3 separate regions of the Mus musculus genome follow, and regions 1 and 3 are each linked to region 2. The links are chromatin contacts, called in public HiChIP or PLAC-seq and promoter capture Hi-C maps. All regions are on one chromosome and are shown on one strand. The core of a region is the stretch at or near the end of the contact, and the rest is flanking DNA. Distances in the headings are between cores, read along the strand shown.

Evidence for each region. HiChIP or PLAC-seq counts read pairs in DNA pulled down with a chosen protein or histone mark. Capture Hi-C pulls out chosen DNA fragments and counts their contacts.
Region 1: a contact with region 2 is called in an H3K4me3 HiChIP or PLAC-seq map of bone marrow-derived macrophages, with 3 times the contacts expected there. The contact joins two enhancer-like sites. A contact is called at or near these places in 1 of 115 datasets of contacts at active chromatin or transcription factors (bone marrow-derived macrophages) and 1 of 9 other capture datasets (pancreatic islet).
Region 3: a promoter capture Hi-C map of adipose tissue shows a contact between it and region 2. The contact joins two enhancer-like sites. A contact is called at or near these places in 1 of 39 promoter capture datasets (neural stem cells), 1 of 15 datasets of contacts at CTCF or cohesin (large pre-B cells), 6 of 484 Hi-C or Micro-C datasets (bone marrow-derived macrophages, cerebellum, cortical neurons and 2 more), 1 of 115 datasets of contacts at active chromatin or transcription factors (microglia) and 2 of 9 other capture datasets (adipose tissue and liver).

What each region holds. Positions count from the first base shown.
Region 1 is chr6:116,662,952-116,665,981 of GRCm38.p6, forward strand. The region is part of intron 1 of Rassf4 (Ras association (RalGDS/AF-6) domain family member 4); the gene reads right to left. Among named protein-coding and RNA genes, the nearest start is that of Rassf4, 9.4 kb to the right of the region's middle. Within about 2 kb of position 1,275, at least 56 of the 459 cell types and tissues checked have an H3K27ac peak or open chromatin away from gene starts, as enhancers often do. A contact at or near this core is called in bone marrow-derived macrophages, where this site is marked.
Region 2 is chr6:116,227,604-116,230,550 of GRCm38.p6, forward strand. It overlaps Washc2 (WASH complex subunit 2`), which reads left to right. Exons shown (of 31, transcript NM_026585.3): 16 at 1,620-1,747. Among named protein-coding and RNA genes, the nearest start is that of Gm52873, 9.7 kb to the right of the region's middle. Within about 2 kb of position 1,383, at least 143 of the 459 cell types and tissues checked have an H3K27ac peak or open chromatin away from gene starts, as enhancers often do. A contact at or near this core is called in adipose tissue, bone marrow-derived macrophages, liver and 1 more, where this site is marked.
Region 3 is chr6:115,900,479-115,903,423 of GRCm38.p6, forward strand. Ift122 (intraflagellar transport 122) reads left to right here. Exons shown (of 29, transcript NM_001167763.1): 16 at 2,380-2,433. Among named protein-coding and RNA genes, the nearest start is that of Rho, 30 kb to the right of the region's middle. Within about 2 kb of position 1,258, at least 129 of the 459 cell types and tissues checked have an H3K27ac peak or open chromatin away from gene starts, as enhancers often do. A contact at or near this core is called in adipose tissue, bone marrow-derived macrophages, liver and 1 more, where this site is marked.

The sequences.
Region 1 (3,030 bases), core at 25-2,524, 440 kb after region 2:
TCTTAACCTATGTTAAGGCTGGGTCCAGCCTTCAGGTTCTGTGGCAGACTCAAAATTCACGCTCTCTCTGTCTCCTTTCCACAGAAGCAAGAGGGCCTTCCTGCCTGCCCATACTGCTTTCATGGAATATGAAGTGCGAGATTGTTTCTCTATCCTTCTGGCTCCCTTTGAATCACAGTTATTATCCTGTATGGCATGTAGATATGTTATGGATTCCCCAGTGGTTTCCAAAGACTGTGAAAGTTCCCACACTCTGTGACTGAATGCCTGCCCAGCTTAGTGATAAACCTGGCTGGATTGTGGCCACAGCTTGTAAAGTTTTAGGTAAAAAAACAAATAAACAAAAAACCTCACATGGATTCTTTTTCTGTCAGAATGTTCATGGACAGAAGACTCATTTTTACCAGATCCTAATGACACAACACCTCACTATTTCTCAATGGGTGGAGAATTTGATCAGTTCATTTCTCCCTGGTGTGTCTGGCTAGAGAGCACAACTGTCTTTGGGGCATTTAATAACTACATTATTAAATCAAACAAGTAAAACAAGAGTGTTAAGTTCCTTAAACTCAAGCACTGATACCCTGTCAGCCGGTCTGATGACAGAGGTGGCTTGTAAGTGACTCTAACAGGTGCATGGAGTGTGCATGTGAGGGACATGGAGACTTTGTGCCTAGGCAGGAAGAAGTCGGATGGTTAGATTTCATCAGCTCCTCAGAATGGCATTCAGCTTAAAACTCTTCAGATATTTATTTCCACATTTTTCCACTTAATAATTTGAGACCATGGTTGCCCCAGTTATAGAAAGTAGAGACAGGTAGAAGTTACTGCTTCCTGGCTGAGGACCCTCACAAGGGGTGGGGGTGGGGCTTTCTATTTGCCAGGCAGTAAGATGAAGCCTAGCACACCCTCAGTACCAATGCAATCTCTACTCTTCAACCCCCTGACTCCTTGCCTATTACCCTCAAGATGGACATCACCCCTAAATGGCCGTTTGATGGCGGAAGCAGGAGAATTACTGTTGGCTGTGAGAAATGGGAGGACCTGGGGGAGACAGGTTTAGAGGCAACCTTAGAACTATCCCATCAACACAGCTTTGCCCACTGAGAAGCGAGCTCAGCCATGGCCTTCGGAGAAGCCAGGCCCTTTGCAGAGCAGGCTTTGGCCTACATTGTAAGGCAGCACTGCCCCAGCAGAGATCAGAGCTGGGGACTCCCTGTGTATTCTCGTTGGCCCAGCAACAGGGGTTTCAAAACAGAGCCTGGTTCCCTCTGCTTGGCTTGTTGAAAGGGTGGGTGAATTCCTGTTCTGGGTAGTTCCTTAAATGCTGCTGAGCAGAACTGTTTGGCCCTGTTTGGATAAGCAAAGACTGTCTCCTTCATTAAGCACCACTGAGTGACGGTGGTGGTGGGGTTTCGTCATACAGAGCCTTGCCTAAGTAGAAGGTCCTTTCGTACTCCTAGCCCTCACTCAGAGCCAGATTCCTCCCATCCCAGGCTCATCACCTGCTCATGAACCCTGATTCCCAACTCCTCATGGGTCCCAGCGGCGGCATCTGGGTACACAGGAGTTTGAGAACCACAGTCTTTGTCCCAGCCCCCACTGTTTTCACCAGGAGAAACACCGGCTGGGACCCCCCTATCCTAGACTGTATTTCACCTTCCCAGAGTGGCCTCGCTCCCCAGCAGTGAGGAAGAAATGCAGCCCTAACACCCTTGCATTTTGTCTCCCCAAGCAGCACATAGGAAGCATTCTGCCACCCTGGCAGTGAGGAAGAAATGCAGCCCTACACAGCCTCAGAGTGCTTGACACTCTGTCTTTTCAATAGCTTGTAAGGCACTAGGCACCAAAAGAGACTCTGCTCCGCCAGCACACAGGAGTGGAGCAAGCCCAGGCCAGGGTGGGGCAGAATTTCTGACCTGCCGCTTCTTCACTATTTATAATCCCATTTAATAAGTGATCCCTCTGGGGGCACCAGTGCAGTGTGTGTGTGTGTGTGTGTGTGTGTGTGTGTGTGTGTGTGTGTAAGGGGTGATGCTCTTCTGCCTCACACTTGTCTATGGCCCATTGTGGTGTGACAAAGTGAGTACAAGATTCATTGGCTCCCCCATGAGTCAGTCTTTCCAGAGCTGTACATACAGCAGTAATACAAAATGTAAGCCAGGCTCATTCCTGCAATCCCAAACTGTGACAGGAGGATCGCTGCAAATTGAAGTTCAACTTGAGCTCCAGAATGACATTATATCTAAGAAAGAAAAGCAAAAAAGGTAGCCGTGTCTAGAGATTAAAGGGCTGGCTTACTTTAGGGATATTTGTTACAGAGATCACAGGGAACTGGGGACACATTCCTCTTTTTAAAATGTAGATCTTCTGACTTGCTCATAGGAAACCAGAAACCTGGTTTGTTTGGTTTGGTTTGGATTGCTTTGTTTTTTTTCAAGATAGGGTTTCTTTACGAAGTTCTGGCTATCCCTGACTCTTTTTTTGTAGACCAGGCTAGAATTGAACTCACAGAGATCCGTCTGCCTTTGCCTCACAAGTGATGGGCTTAAAGGTGTGAGCCACGACGCCCAGCTGAAATCTGGGTTTTTATGGGTTGGTGTACCACCACTTAAAGTTTGGTGCTTTGGGCAGAAGCACTTGCTGCCTAAGAATAACTATGTAAAATGATTAGCAATCTTTCCCAGCTCCTTGACGGAGTCATGTTACCTTTCTGCTATAAAAAGGACATGTGTGGATCACGTTCTGGATGGCGCATTAACAACTGGTCTCCTGACGGCTACCCAGTCACTCCAGCACGAGTACACACACATAATTAGATCATTAAAAGTGAGGCTCTGTGTATGAGAGCAAATGAGCAGTATTTATCTCTCCAAACCAAGCAGGTCTACCCATTTTCATGAGAATGCCTACACAATTTGGTTTTTTAGAGGCTATCATGATTGGTACTCTTCTTTCTGACTTCTTCCTTTGCAAGTCTGCTATGGTTATATAGAAAATCTACTTCCCCACCCCCACCCACCCCCACTT
Region 2 (2,947 bases), core at 133-2,632:
ATTCGGTGTCTCTTACAGTTCCAGAATGCCTTACTTACTGAACATTACTGTCATTGTCTTATCTATGCTTAAATTGTGCTATAGCCTTGGGGGGGTCCCTCATAGGTCAATCTTTTCTGCTTTGGGAATCAATTACTGAGGTTATCTTCTTTAATAGGGAGCTGAACTTCTTCTGTATTCTTTTCTTAAAGTTTTTGCTTCTGCCTTTCACATTACAGGCAGAAATTTAGTCACACTTCCTCCTAGCAACTCCGGGTAGTTACATGAGCGGAACATTGCGTGCTTGTTGCTTAATTCCCAGCTTCTCTTTTTTCTGCCAGAGGGCTCGTATTGTTTTTGCTTTGGTGCATCCTCTCCCCTCCTCCGAGGTCCACACTGATGTCCTTCCTGTGCTTTTACTCTCTGACGGAGCTATGCCTGGGGAGTCAGGAAAGCTGTGGTCTTTCTGTTTAGTGGGTCTTTGTTCGATTTTGAAAAGAATGAGCTGCTGGAGGGATGGCTCAGATGTTCTGGGTACGTTCTACACGTCCTGGGAACGATGCCCGGACCTCCAGCTGTGCAAGGGCAAAGATAGGATCCTCCAGCTGTGCAAGGGCAGAGATAGGATCCTCCAGCTGTGCAAGGGCAGAGATAGGATCCTCCAGCTGTGCAAGGGCAGAGATAGGGTCCCCGGGCTTTGCTGGCTTTGAGGCAGGTAGAGAAAACACAAGCCCCAAGATCAGGGGAAGACCCTATCTCAAAGGACTAGGTAGAGAGAGAGTAGTAGGACACCGGACACCTTCTGACCTCTGTATACATGCACACACACCCACCCCAAAACCTGAGCAAACAATGCAACACATAAACAAACAAACAAACAAACAAACAGAAATCTCGTAAAAAAAAATGAGGCATTTACTTTTCTACCCTGGGATATTTGGGATATTTCCATTGTACATTAAATGGAAAACACAAATGGTAGGTCATTTTACTCAGATTATTCCAAATTTATAATCTTATGAATAGCTGATATAAACATAAGGTAAGATTTAGAAGTGTGTGTACCAAGCTCTTGTGTCTGTCTTGTCTAGGTGGGCAGGTGGAGATGAGGGAATGCCAGCATTTGGTTTCATCTATTTCTGTATAGTTTGGTCTTTAATGAAAACAGGAGTCACCCTTCACATCTCCGTCCTACAGTTAATGACTTTTTGGCTCCTTAAAGTGATCTTTACTCTTTATCCCCATCTTGGATATACTTAGCACAGGAGTCTTCTGTTTGGAGAAGGTTCATTCATATGGTTAGCGTCTTTTGATTTATTTGAACTGCTGTTGCAGAGTGCCAGGGCTGTGGATCTGGGGAGAGCAGCTCTGTGGCAGAGCACTTGACTGCATGTCGCCCTCTCTGGTCAGCCCCGAGAACTGCAGGGAAGCAGCAGGGAAAGGAAGCAGCCGAACTAAAGGCAGAGCAGGGCTCCACTCACTTTGTATTTCTCTGTAAATGAGCAAAAAATAAGACACCTTCCATATTTATCTGTGGAAGAGAAGAAGTGTGTGTCTGTGTGTCTGTGTGTCTGTGTGTGTGTGTGTGTGTGTGTATTTTGACCTTAGTGTAATTTTTATGCTGTGGTTTCTCTTTTAAGACAAAGTCAAGTCCACTGCCATTATCTTTGATGATGACGAAGGAGATCTGTTTAAAGAAAAAGCAGAAGCTTTGCCGGCAGCTTCTGTGAGCCAGACACATGAAAGCAAAACGCGGGCAGATAAAACGGTGAGTGGAGGTGGACTGAGGGACATTGGCCTGGGCAGCTTACAGTAGCCGTTTATCTGGGTCTCAGAGGCACGTAGAGTTCTCCTTCATGTTTGCTGTCCTAGTTTGCTTTCTGTTGCTGTGATAAACACTGGCCAAAGCAACGTAGGGGAGGGAAAGGTTTATTTTACAGGTTGCAGCCTGTCCTTGAGGGAAGCCAAGAGAAGACTTCAAGGAGGCGGCAGTGGAAGAACACGGCTGCTGACTTCAGTGTTTTGCTGGCTTGCTCAGCTGCCTTTCTTACACAGCCCGGGCCCACCTGCCCAGAGGTGGCAAAGTTAGCAACCGAGAAAACACCTGGTAGACATGCCCACTGGCCAATCGGATGGAAGAGTTCTTTAGTTGAGTTTCCCACTTCCCGAATATGCCAGGTTGACAATCAAGAGTAGCAACTACATTTATATTAAGAATTTTGAAAAAAAAAAAGAATTTTGAACATAAAATTGAAAAGCACAATGAAACTCTAAATAACTTCTAATCAGATCTGTGAGATTAGTGAGGATTTGCCAAATATATGTCTGAGCCTTCGTGCAAGCATGCTGTTTTCAGGATTATTTGGAAGTGATTTGTAGTTGTTATGTTTTACCACCCTACATGTTTTATTAGGCAGTTCTGGGAATGCTGTTTTATCCCCACATGCCAGAGGCTGGCAGTAACTCTATAGAAGAGTCTCATGGCAGTCTGCATCCATGAGGCTCCAGGTAGCCATAACATTTCTTTTATAAAATAATACTCAATATAATACTGATTTAAAATAATTTTATACATAGTTGGTATTCTGTCTTTTTCCCCCGTGAGACATCTTATTCTACAGATGTCCTATATAGGTTTTTCTTTCTTTAGTGTATGTGTATATGTGTATGTGTATATGTATCAATACCTATATGTATGTATATACTTACATATATATGAGGGAATTTATTAGGGGATTTATTTAGAAAGGGAATTTTCTTGAATGGTTTACAGGCTAGGCCAGCTAGTCCAACAATGGCTGTCTACTAGTGGAAGGTCCAAGAATCTAGTAGTTGTTCAGTCGGCCAGGCTGTATATCTCAGATGGTCTTCAATATACACTGGAATCCTAAAGAAGTAGGCTCCAGTGCTAGTGAAGGAATGGACTTGCTAGAGAGCAAGAGCAAGCGAAGAGAGCCAGCTTCCTTCC
Region 3 (2,945 bases), core at 8-2,507, 330 kb before region 2:
ATGCCAACCATATCACACAGAGTTGGAGGTGTCGCTGCTCAGTGGTAGAGCACTGGCTAGCATGCACAAGGCCCTGTCTCAATACACAGTGCATGAAGAAAAGTCAAGCTACCCAATAATTACCTACATATTTTTAGATCAGATAAGCATTGGGAAGTATTAGACTAGGGCTTTAGGAATTCAGGAGGGGGGAAGTTCCTTCTCCTGCCCCACCTAGAAATGCAAGCCTGTAAAGAATACCAATAGGTTTTCAGGGTGTCTTCGGGCTATAGCTAGAAATAAAGTTATATTCTCTAGTCAGTTACCCTTCACATCTAGAGCCTAAGAGCCAGCTCGTATTATTACTGCCCTGCTATAGAGCATGCGGCCAGATAAAGGGAACTGGAGCTGGGATATATCCTTCTCTTCATTTCATACCCCACCTCGCATCCCAGAACACTCAAGAATAGACACGAGCATATCAGATCGCTGGGTTCTTTGTTAAAATGGTATTTCTTTAGTCATTTTACTTGACAAATGAAAATTGTGTGTATATTTCTTGTGGGTAGCATGATATTTTGAAAAGTCGTAGAGCTTTGAGCATAGACTTTGACTGATGTTTTGTTTTAATCCTGAATCCTTGGCTTTTCTCTCCCCTGGGTGTCAGTCGGTTTTTCAGGACTCAGACTTGTGGAAGGAGGGGCCTGGCCTAGAAGGGTGCTCCCACTAGATGGCACAGGAGAGCTGCTTAGCTGCCAGCTCATCTGTTCCCTGCTCCCCACTTCCCTCTGTGGAAGTTACTCACAGTCTTGTGACTGACCACTCCGAATAGCACCCTGACTCTGCGGTATATCAAGGCTGAAGGATGCTAGTGACAGACTTATCAAATTCAGAAATCCAGTGCTCAGAACCAGACAGGCCCTTGAAGAGGTGTCACTTGCTTGCCTGACCACAAAGAAGGCTGCTGGATCCCATCCATAGGAAGGAAATAGCTCAAGGTCCTGTTGGGCTGAGACCAGAGTCTTTTTTTCCTACTCTGCCCATTACCAGGGACCTGCATCCATACATGGTTTAAAAAACACAAATCAGAAGGGCAGATTTTACTTTTGTCCACACTGCCTGACTGACCAGTTCCTCGCGGATACTGGGTACTGTGCAATGTGCTCGTCACCCCAGCTCTTCAGCAGAAATTCAAGGCCAGCCTAGGTAACATAGTCAGTCCCTGTTTCAGAAAGAAAGCCACTTGCCAGGCCTCTCCTGGGCAGTGCTTGCCTAATCCTGCCGTCTGCCACTGCTCATGCTCAGACAGGAAGAGTCGTCCCTAGGGAATCTGCCTCGTACTTGTGCGGTTGGCTCAGGGAGATTTAGCTCTCTGTTTAATTGGCCAAACTTCCCATTTCCAATGTGAACCCATGAACTAGGGAAGGGGACAGAGGCCAAGTGAAATTCCTGTGTCCCCGGCCTTTGAATAGATCCTGGCCCTGTAGAGTAGAAAGATGAAATCACCCTGTGGCCATCTGTGAGGCAGCCGGAAACGGGATGACATGATCATTTTCCCCCATTCTTCTAGCATAGAGGGTGCCTAGCAGTGGCCAAGGGCAGTTGTGCATCCTAAACCATGATGGCTCAGAAGCTGCTGCTCTGGGCATGTGTCAGTCCATTCCACATGGACAACACAGAAAGCACAGCTGGGTATAGATGTTGCCATCAGAGCACACAGAGGTTCAGTTCCCTTAAGTCTCTCATGGTACCCGAGAGCAGCAAAAAGCATTTCACTGGCACCAGTCTGCCGGACCCTCACAACCTTCTAGAAATCCATACATCAGAAGTTTGTACCCCTACTGGAGTGCAAGCAGGGGATGCGCATTCAGGATTAACATGCAAGTCTACTTTCTAGAGACCAGGAGATTATCCCCTACCGTCCTCTTTCAGAACTGCTCTTTCCCGAGCCTTTTCCTCCTCTCCCTGTGTGCCCTGTGAGTGAGCAGAGCTGTCTACTGCTTCCCATCCAAATCACAGGGAGAAGCGTGCAGGCTCTTGTCTCTGTGTCTTGCCTGCTCTGCAGATGCCATTGACTGGAATCAGCACGGCTTGCCTTTCCCTTATGAGCAGTATCTGGCAAGGGGTTCCACTGTAGACTGTAGGATCATAGTTCTGTTTTACTTAATCCCAAAATGATTGATGCTCCCAGGACTTCTTTACAGTTCTTTGTAAGGACTAATCCTTGAGATGAAGGCAGGATGAGCCTCTCTGGGTGGCACACCTCCCAAGCACACAATGATGACTCGAGCTTCCCTCCTCTGCTTGCTGGCTCTCTTTCTAGAGCTTGGTGTATCCCACCCCCATCAGCCTGTGGAGAACAAGAAGGCAGCTGACTCTATTCTTATTCCTTTCCCATAGGCCTTCACCAGAGTCCAGGACCTTCGATACCTAGAACTGATCAGCAGTATTGAGGTAACTGATGAAAGCATTTTCTGTCACAGGATGCAATGGCCTGTAATACTGAGGACACGAGGACAAAGGCCCTGTAGTCTGTTCTGGGGATAGAGTGGCCCAAGAGGCAACACCCGATTAACCACTTGGTAGTTGAATAAGGCGGAAGGTTTGGGTCTCTCTAAGCTCTGGTTCCTTGTCCTAAGATGGGATCTATACGCTAGGCAACAGTGATACTCACCTTTCATTCAAGCACTCAGGAGGCAGAGGCAGGTGGATCTCTGAGTTCAAGGCCAGCCTGGTCTACAGAGTGAGTTCCAGGACAGCCAGGCTACACAGAGAAACCTTGTCTCAAAAATCCAAGATGGGGGTCTATCCTGTGGTACTGCTGTAAGACAGTCAGACTCTTAGAACCTGGTATACCCCTCTGGAATGAGTAGCTGTTGCCATCCTCCTGACAGTGAATAAAGCATTTCCCAAATGTTCCCAGCATGGCCTACTAAGGCATCCTCCTGCCCAGAAGGCCTGCGGTA